Regions from separate parts of the Macaca mulatta genome. Here region 1 is linked to region 2. The links are chromatin contacts, called in public Hi-C maps. All regions are on one chromosome and are shown on one strand. The core of a region is the stretch at or near the end of the contact, and the rest is flanking DNA. Distances in the headings are between cores, read along the strand shown. Region 1 overlaps IGF1R (insulin like growth factor 1 receptor). Region 2 holds the start of IGF1R (insulin like growth factor 1 receptor).

Region 1 (3,076 bases), core at 351-2,850, 220 kb after region 2:
AACACCATGCATTTAATTTATCATATGACATTTTATTTCTGAGTTTTTAAAGCTATAATTAAAAGAAGTGTTCAAAGTGTTGCTTTCCTCTTTTAGAATAAATGTGGCTGTGTTTGGTGGCTCATGCCTGTTATCCCAGCACTTTGGGAGGCCATAGGCGAGAGGATTGCTTTAGCCAGGAGTTGGGGACCAGCTTGGGCAACATAGGGAAACCACATCTCTACCAAAAAAAAAAAAATTAGACTGTCATGGTAGCATGTACCTGTGGTCCCACTTACTTGGGAGGCTGAGGTGGGAGGATCACCTGAGCTCAGGAGGTCAAGGTTGCAGTGAGCTGTGATCGTTCCCATGCCCTCCAGCCTGGACAACAGAGCAAGACAGTGTCTCAAATAAATAGGCTAACATTACCAACATGGCAAACAAGTTGGAGGAGGCCCCCTATTTAATTAAATTTCAGCAGTCCCAAATCTAATTGGTATGAAGAAATCATTATTCACAATTTTCTATCACTGAAATACTAAAATCACTTGTTTGAGACATCTTGGTCTGTCACCCAGGCTGGAGTGCAGTGTTGCTCTCATAGCTCACTATAGCCTTGACCTCCTAGGCTTAAGTTATGCTCCCACCTCAGCCTCCTGAGTAACTGCCACTACAGGCGTGTGCAACCATGTTCAGCTAATTTTTTTATTTTTCGTCGAGATGGGGTCTTACTGTGTTGCCCAGGTTCCTCTTGAACTCCTGGCCTCAAACTGTCTTCTCCAATTGGCCTCCCAAATTGCTGTGATTACAGGTGGGGAGCCACAGCACTCAGCCTAAAAATAACTCTTTATCCAAAAGAAAGTTTAAAAAAATTGTTTATTGTCTTTTTTGATTTTTATCTATGTGGTCTTTTCTATTATTTTTAAAATAAAAGAGATTTATACTCCTCAAGTAACATTTTATCAAATTTCATGCTTCTGTTTGATGAAACTGAATGGCTAAATTTTTAAAATATTCTGCAATCCACCCTAGTTTGTAATTATATTATGGCCTTCAGACAAGAGCATGCAAGCTATACTAAGCTTCCTATGGCCCTCGTCTTTTCTCCCTGACATTTGTAACTCATCCCAAATTAAATTTTAGGAGTCTGAAATGTAGCTGTTATATTTGGGAGATGTGGAGAAAAGAATCTTAGGCATCTCAGTAGGATAGGCTATCGGATCACACATGCTTGCTGGACCAAAGAGGACAAAATGATTCTGAGTTAGTTTGTATACTAACTATATACTATATAGCTTTTAAAGGTGAGACTAGCACAGAATTCACAATAGCATGCACTAAGAGTTATTTTGTGTTTGCAATTTCCAGATGAATGTTTTAAAGTTGGCTGCAGAATAGAGCGAGATAGGTAAAATTTATTTGAGTATTACTTATAGACCCCAACAGACATCCCAAAGGATATGTTGGACTAATTCCAAAAATATCCTATAAGTCATTGCAAGTACAGGCGTGGATCTGGGCGTGAATCTGGGTTTGGAAATGCAGTCTGGATCCCTGGCTGGGCTCCTACAGCAGCCAAGGAGAGGCTGGCTGGAGGCGGGGCTCGGCGTGCATGGCGGCCACGTGACTGTGCCCGGTCACGCCCACCTTCCCTCACGTGGTCCCAGGCCACGCTGGACTTCCGGATGTGCTGAAGTGGATGGAAAAGGGAGTGGGGCTCGGGCGTGGCTTTGTGGTTTGGGAAGACATGAACTCCTTGGGTTTCTTTTCTCCTTTTAATTCTTTAATTTTGATATCTGGAAATACATAAAGGGTTTTTCATTTCTCCTTGACCACGTGGTCCCAACCTCAATTTCCCTAGCAGAACGCGGTTTTTGGTCACTGGTGGATTCGTCTCACGGCACCACTCATGCTGCCTCCCTGGGAAGGGGAGGGCTCAGGATTCCCGTGGTCCGCGATCCATTTTATGTTGGAAGGAAATCATTTTGAACTATCTCAATACACACCCTAGTGTATCTTTAAACATAATTGAGTGTTGATGGAAAATCTGCGGTCCGATAACCGTAAGAAAAGGGCGCTCCCACCTCCCGCTCCGGGGTCGCCACTTGCCTGGCAAGCGGGAGGAGGCTCCCAGAGTAGATAAAACTTGCCCGTTACCCGGATGGGTTGGTAATGCACATATGCACGGGGCACAATTCAAAATGAAAGTAAAAGATGCAAATATGTTTGCAAAAGAAAAATTAACATAGGATATGTGCAGGCGTTCTCATTTGAACTCGGTCTTACTGTTCTGCGCGACCACCCCATGACTCAGAGCCCAAATCTCTGCGGAACAGCCCGGGACGCTCGTCCACGGGAAGACGCCTCTGTCTCTGTACCCCGCTGCCACCCCACAGACGCACGTACTCTCTTCACTTCCGTGTACCGAGTAAATGCAGATCCTGATTTAAATCTGCAGCATGCTGCTTTCTTCCCATTTCGTGTGGGAAGCTTCAGGTTCTCTTCAGTTTATTTTCTCATCACCTTTATTAAAATGCAACAAAACGAGGAGTATATTAATGCGGGTCCCCACAAATAGAGGGGATTTATTGAAAAGAAGAATGGCTTGAAAGATTCAACTTCATCTTAAAAATCAGAAACAGACTCTTGTTATTAATAGCTTTAGAAACGAAAATCTAACTTCTGATAAATTATTTCAGAGGAGTGGTTCAAACGTGTAGTAGATAGCTCTGCCTGGTCATCAATTATAGTGATGTCCTTGCATCAGCTCCAGAAAATCAGAATATTCATGAGCTTTCCAGTCTGACTCAGACCTTCAGGAGCCATGAAATTTTCCTGTTTGGATGAGAGGAAGCGCTGGCGGTCGTTTCAGCAGCTTAATGAAACCAGAAATAGATAAGCACGATCGAGGGGTGATGTCCACTCGTTTGTTCCCATCACGTTGTTTTTAATGTGTGAAAGTTTTTAAAATCATACTAAATGTGTGATCCTTTTTAGAATTCACTGGGTTCGGGTTCGTGGAGGAAGTGTTTTTGTTTTTTGTGAATTTGTTTAAACAAATGACTGAGGCTTTGTTTTCCACTCTGTCTGGCCAAGC
Region 2 (3,130 bases), core at 325-2,824:
TATTTATTTTGCAACAGCTGCAAGGAACAATGAAGCTTTTCAAGAACCAGGGAAACGCGCTTTCCAGCCGCGCTGTTGTTGTTTTCAATGAACCTCTCCCAGCACCGCACTCCCCGCCCACCCCTCCCCTCGCCTGCCCACCCCGCCCCTCGCCTGCCTACCCCTCCCCTTCCTAACCTTTCCCTGCCTACCCACCCCTGCCCCGCCGAGACCGGGTCGGCGGCGGGGGCATTGTTTTTGGAGTCGGGCGGGAGGGTAGGGCGCGTGCGGGGTGGCCGGCGCAGTGGTGCACTGGTGGGGGCGGGAGCGGGTGGGCACGCGCGCGTGTCTCTGTGCGCGCGCGGGAGTCGGCGGGGCGGGACATGGGGGCGGCGCCTTGCAGTCTCGCGCCCCACGCCTGGGCTCCGCTCCGCACGTCTCGGGGATCCCGGGCTCCGGTTTTTGGCTCGTGCCGGCCTGGGCCGGGCCCTCGGCGCGCCGCTGCTGCGGCGGTGGCCGCTCGAGTGTGCGAGCGGGCGCGTGTGCGCGGACCCGGGCGAGCGCGCGCGCGCGAGCCCCCAGTGTGTGGCGGCGGCGGCGGCGGCGGCGCGGCGAGGCTGGGGCTCTTGTTTACCAGCATTAACTCCGCTGAGCGGAAAAAAAAAGGGAAAAAACCCGAGGAGGAGCGAGCGCACCAGGCGAACTCAAGAGAGGCGGGAGAGCGAGAGGGACGCCGCCAGCGAGCCTGCCCGCGGCCGGCGCTCGCAGACCCTCGGCCCCGCTCCCCGGACCCCCCCCGCGCCCTCCACGCCCCTCCCGCGCGGGGGCAGCTCCACGGCGCGCCTCGCCTCGGCTGTGACCTTCAGCGAGCCGGAGCCCCCGCGCAGAGCCGGCGGCGGCGGGCGGGGGCCGGGCGGGGGCAGCGCGGGGCGGGCGGCGGCGCAGAGCCGGGCGGCGCGGCGGGAGTGCTGAGCGCGGCGCGGCCGGCCCGCCGCTTTGTGTGTGTCCTGGATTTGGGAAGGAGCTCGCGGCGGCGGCGGCGCTGAGGGAGGAGGCGGCGGCGAGCGGAGCCCGGAGGAGGAGGAGGAGGAGGAGGAGGGGGAGCCGCTCATTCATTTGACTCCGGGTTTCTGCTCCTCGCCGGCCTCGCCTGCGACCCGGACTTGGGGCGATCTTGCGAACTGCGTCGCGCCCTCCCGCGGCGGAGGCTCGGGCGTCCGGCCACCTCCCGCGCGGCAAGGGCCGGGCTTGTTTTTCCTCGCCGAGGCAGATTTGGGCTTTGCCCCCTTTCTTTGCAGTTTTCCCCCTTTCCTGCCTCTCCGGGTTTGAAAATGGAGGCCGACGACGCCGACAGCCCGCCCCGGCGCGCCTCGAGTTGCCGACTCCGCCGAGCCCTGGGCCGCTGCTGCCGGCGCTGAGGGGCCGCCCCGTCCGCGCACCCGGAGGGCCCCGGCGGCACCGCCTTCGGAGTATTGTTTCCTTCGTCCTTGTTTTTGGAGGGGGAGCGAAGACTGAGTTTGAGACTTGTTTCCTTTCCTTTCTTTTTTTTTCTTTTTCTTTTCTTTTTTTTTTTTTTTTTTTTTAGAAAGGGGAATTTCGTCCCAAATAAAAGGAATGAAGTCTGGCTCTGGAGAAGGGTCCCCGACCTCGCTGTGGGGGCTCCTGTTTCTCTCCGCCGCGCTCTCGCTCTGGCCGACGAGTGGAGAAAGTGAGTATGTGCCCGCCGCCCGCGGCCACTGCGGGAACTTTTCCTTCGAGGGGCTGCGCCCTGTTTGCGAAACCCGAGTTGCCACCGTCGCAGCTGTCGGGCCCCCGGGCTCGGGAGCGGCGGGGCGGGGCGCGGGGTGGCTCTGCCGGGAGGGAGGCTGCGGCGGACCTGGGATCCGGGCTCGTTCGTCTGGAGCCCAGCGGGCCCTGGCTCCGCACATCCCCCGTGCTGGAAGGGCCTGAGGGGCTTTCTCTCTAGTCGTGCCGACAGTCCTGTCCCCCGGCTAGGCTCGAGGACTCGGTAGGGAAGTTGGTGCCGGGGCGGGCACCAAGGGTTCCCAGGCCCCGCGACCCGCACCTCGCCCCTCCGGAGCGCACGAGCCTCTCCGCACATAGCGCTGATCCCATGCGGCGCGAAGGCAGCGGGGACTGCACCCTGGGCCGCACCGCGTCTCCGCTGCTGGGGCTGATCCGGCAGTGGGGAGCAGGCATCCGCCCGGCCCGCGGGGTGCGAGTTGCCCTTGAGGGGGGAGGTGCCCTGCGGAGAGGCCCCGAAGCCCCAGGACACGTCTCCAAGCGCCTGGCGCTGCCTCCCGTCGCCCAACATGCATTTCCCCTCGGGCTCCTAGGGTTCCTGGCCTTGCCCGTTACTTTGGCCCGCTCCTCGTTGGGTTACCTGCCCCTGGCGTCCCGGGGCTGGGCGGTGGGGTGAGGGGAAGCGCTCTCTGGGCAGCTCCCCGGGGAGTGCGAGGCCGGGAGTCTTCCTCAGCTTGTCTTTTACGGGGAGCGCCACTGGGCCCCCAGTTCAGAGGGCTCTGGGATGGCCTCTCAGTTTCTCCCGGGCAGGGGCATGGAGGGGTGCTAGGGCCGCATCCGAATGTGCGTTGGTGGGTGTGTGGTCGGAGCCGACGTGCATTCCGACACACGTGCTCGCAGCGCGGGGTGTAGTCGCCGCCTCACGGGGACACCGAGACGCCCGTCCCTGGCGAGAGGTGTCCTACGCTGTGGGTTTCAGGAGCGCCAGGGTCTGCGGCGGTGGGGGAAGGGTGTTGTGTTTTGCGAGCGCGGAGCCCTGGCCTTGGTTTTGTTGTGGCCGGCGTCGTGTCGCCCTCCCTTCTGCCGCCGCGCACTTCCTTTGTACGCAGTTAATAAGCAGTATCGTTCCATACTCGCTATGTTTTGCAACCTGATAGCTTTTGTTTTGGTGGTGTCGGGTAGGGGTAGGTAGGGAAGCGCGGGGATGCAGGGAGTGGGAACTCCCCCCAGTGTGTACAGCCACAGGAGGTGGGGGGTTTATTCTCAAAAAATTGAAAGTGTGGCTTACTGGTACATTCAAGATAGTGGGGTAATTTGAACACGATTAAAAGTTTAAATGTCGCAGAACTGGGATCGGGAACGGTGAGGGCGTGTTGGTGAGTAATGGTAGCCGAGGGTATGCAGGTGG

What was found. Hi-C and Micro-C count contacts between places; a contact is called where the count stands out from the background.
Region 1: a Hi-C map of CD4 T cells shows a contact between it and region 2, with 4 times the contacts expected there. The contact joins the enhancer-like site here to the promoter of IGF1R in region 2. A contact is called at or near these places in 5 of 14 Hi-C or Micro-C datasets (CD4 T cells, blood, cortical neurons and 2 more).

Annotation. Positions count from the first base shown.
Region 1 is chr7:89,108,116-89,111,191 of T2T-MMU8v2.0, forward strand. All of the region lies in intron 2 of IGF1R (insulin like growth factor 1 receptor), which reads left to right. Among named protein-coding and RNA genes, the nearest start is that of PGPEP1L, 150 kb to the right of the region's middle. Within about 2 kb of position 1,601, at least 21 of the 40 cell types and tissues checked have an H3K27ac peak or open chromatin away from gene starts, as enhancers often do. A contact at or near this core is called in CD4 T cells, blood, fetal cortex germinal zone and 1 more, where this site is marked.
Region 2 is chr7:88,891,210-88,894,339 of T2T-MMU8v2.0, forward strand. IGF1R (insulin like growth factor 1 receptor) reads left to right here and starts at 1,575. Exons shown (of 21, transcript NM_001261352.1): 1 at 1,575-1,687. The coding sequence starts at 1,594.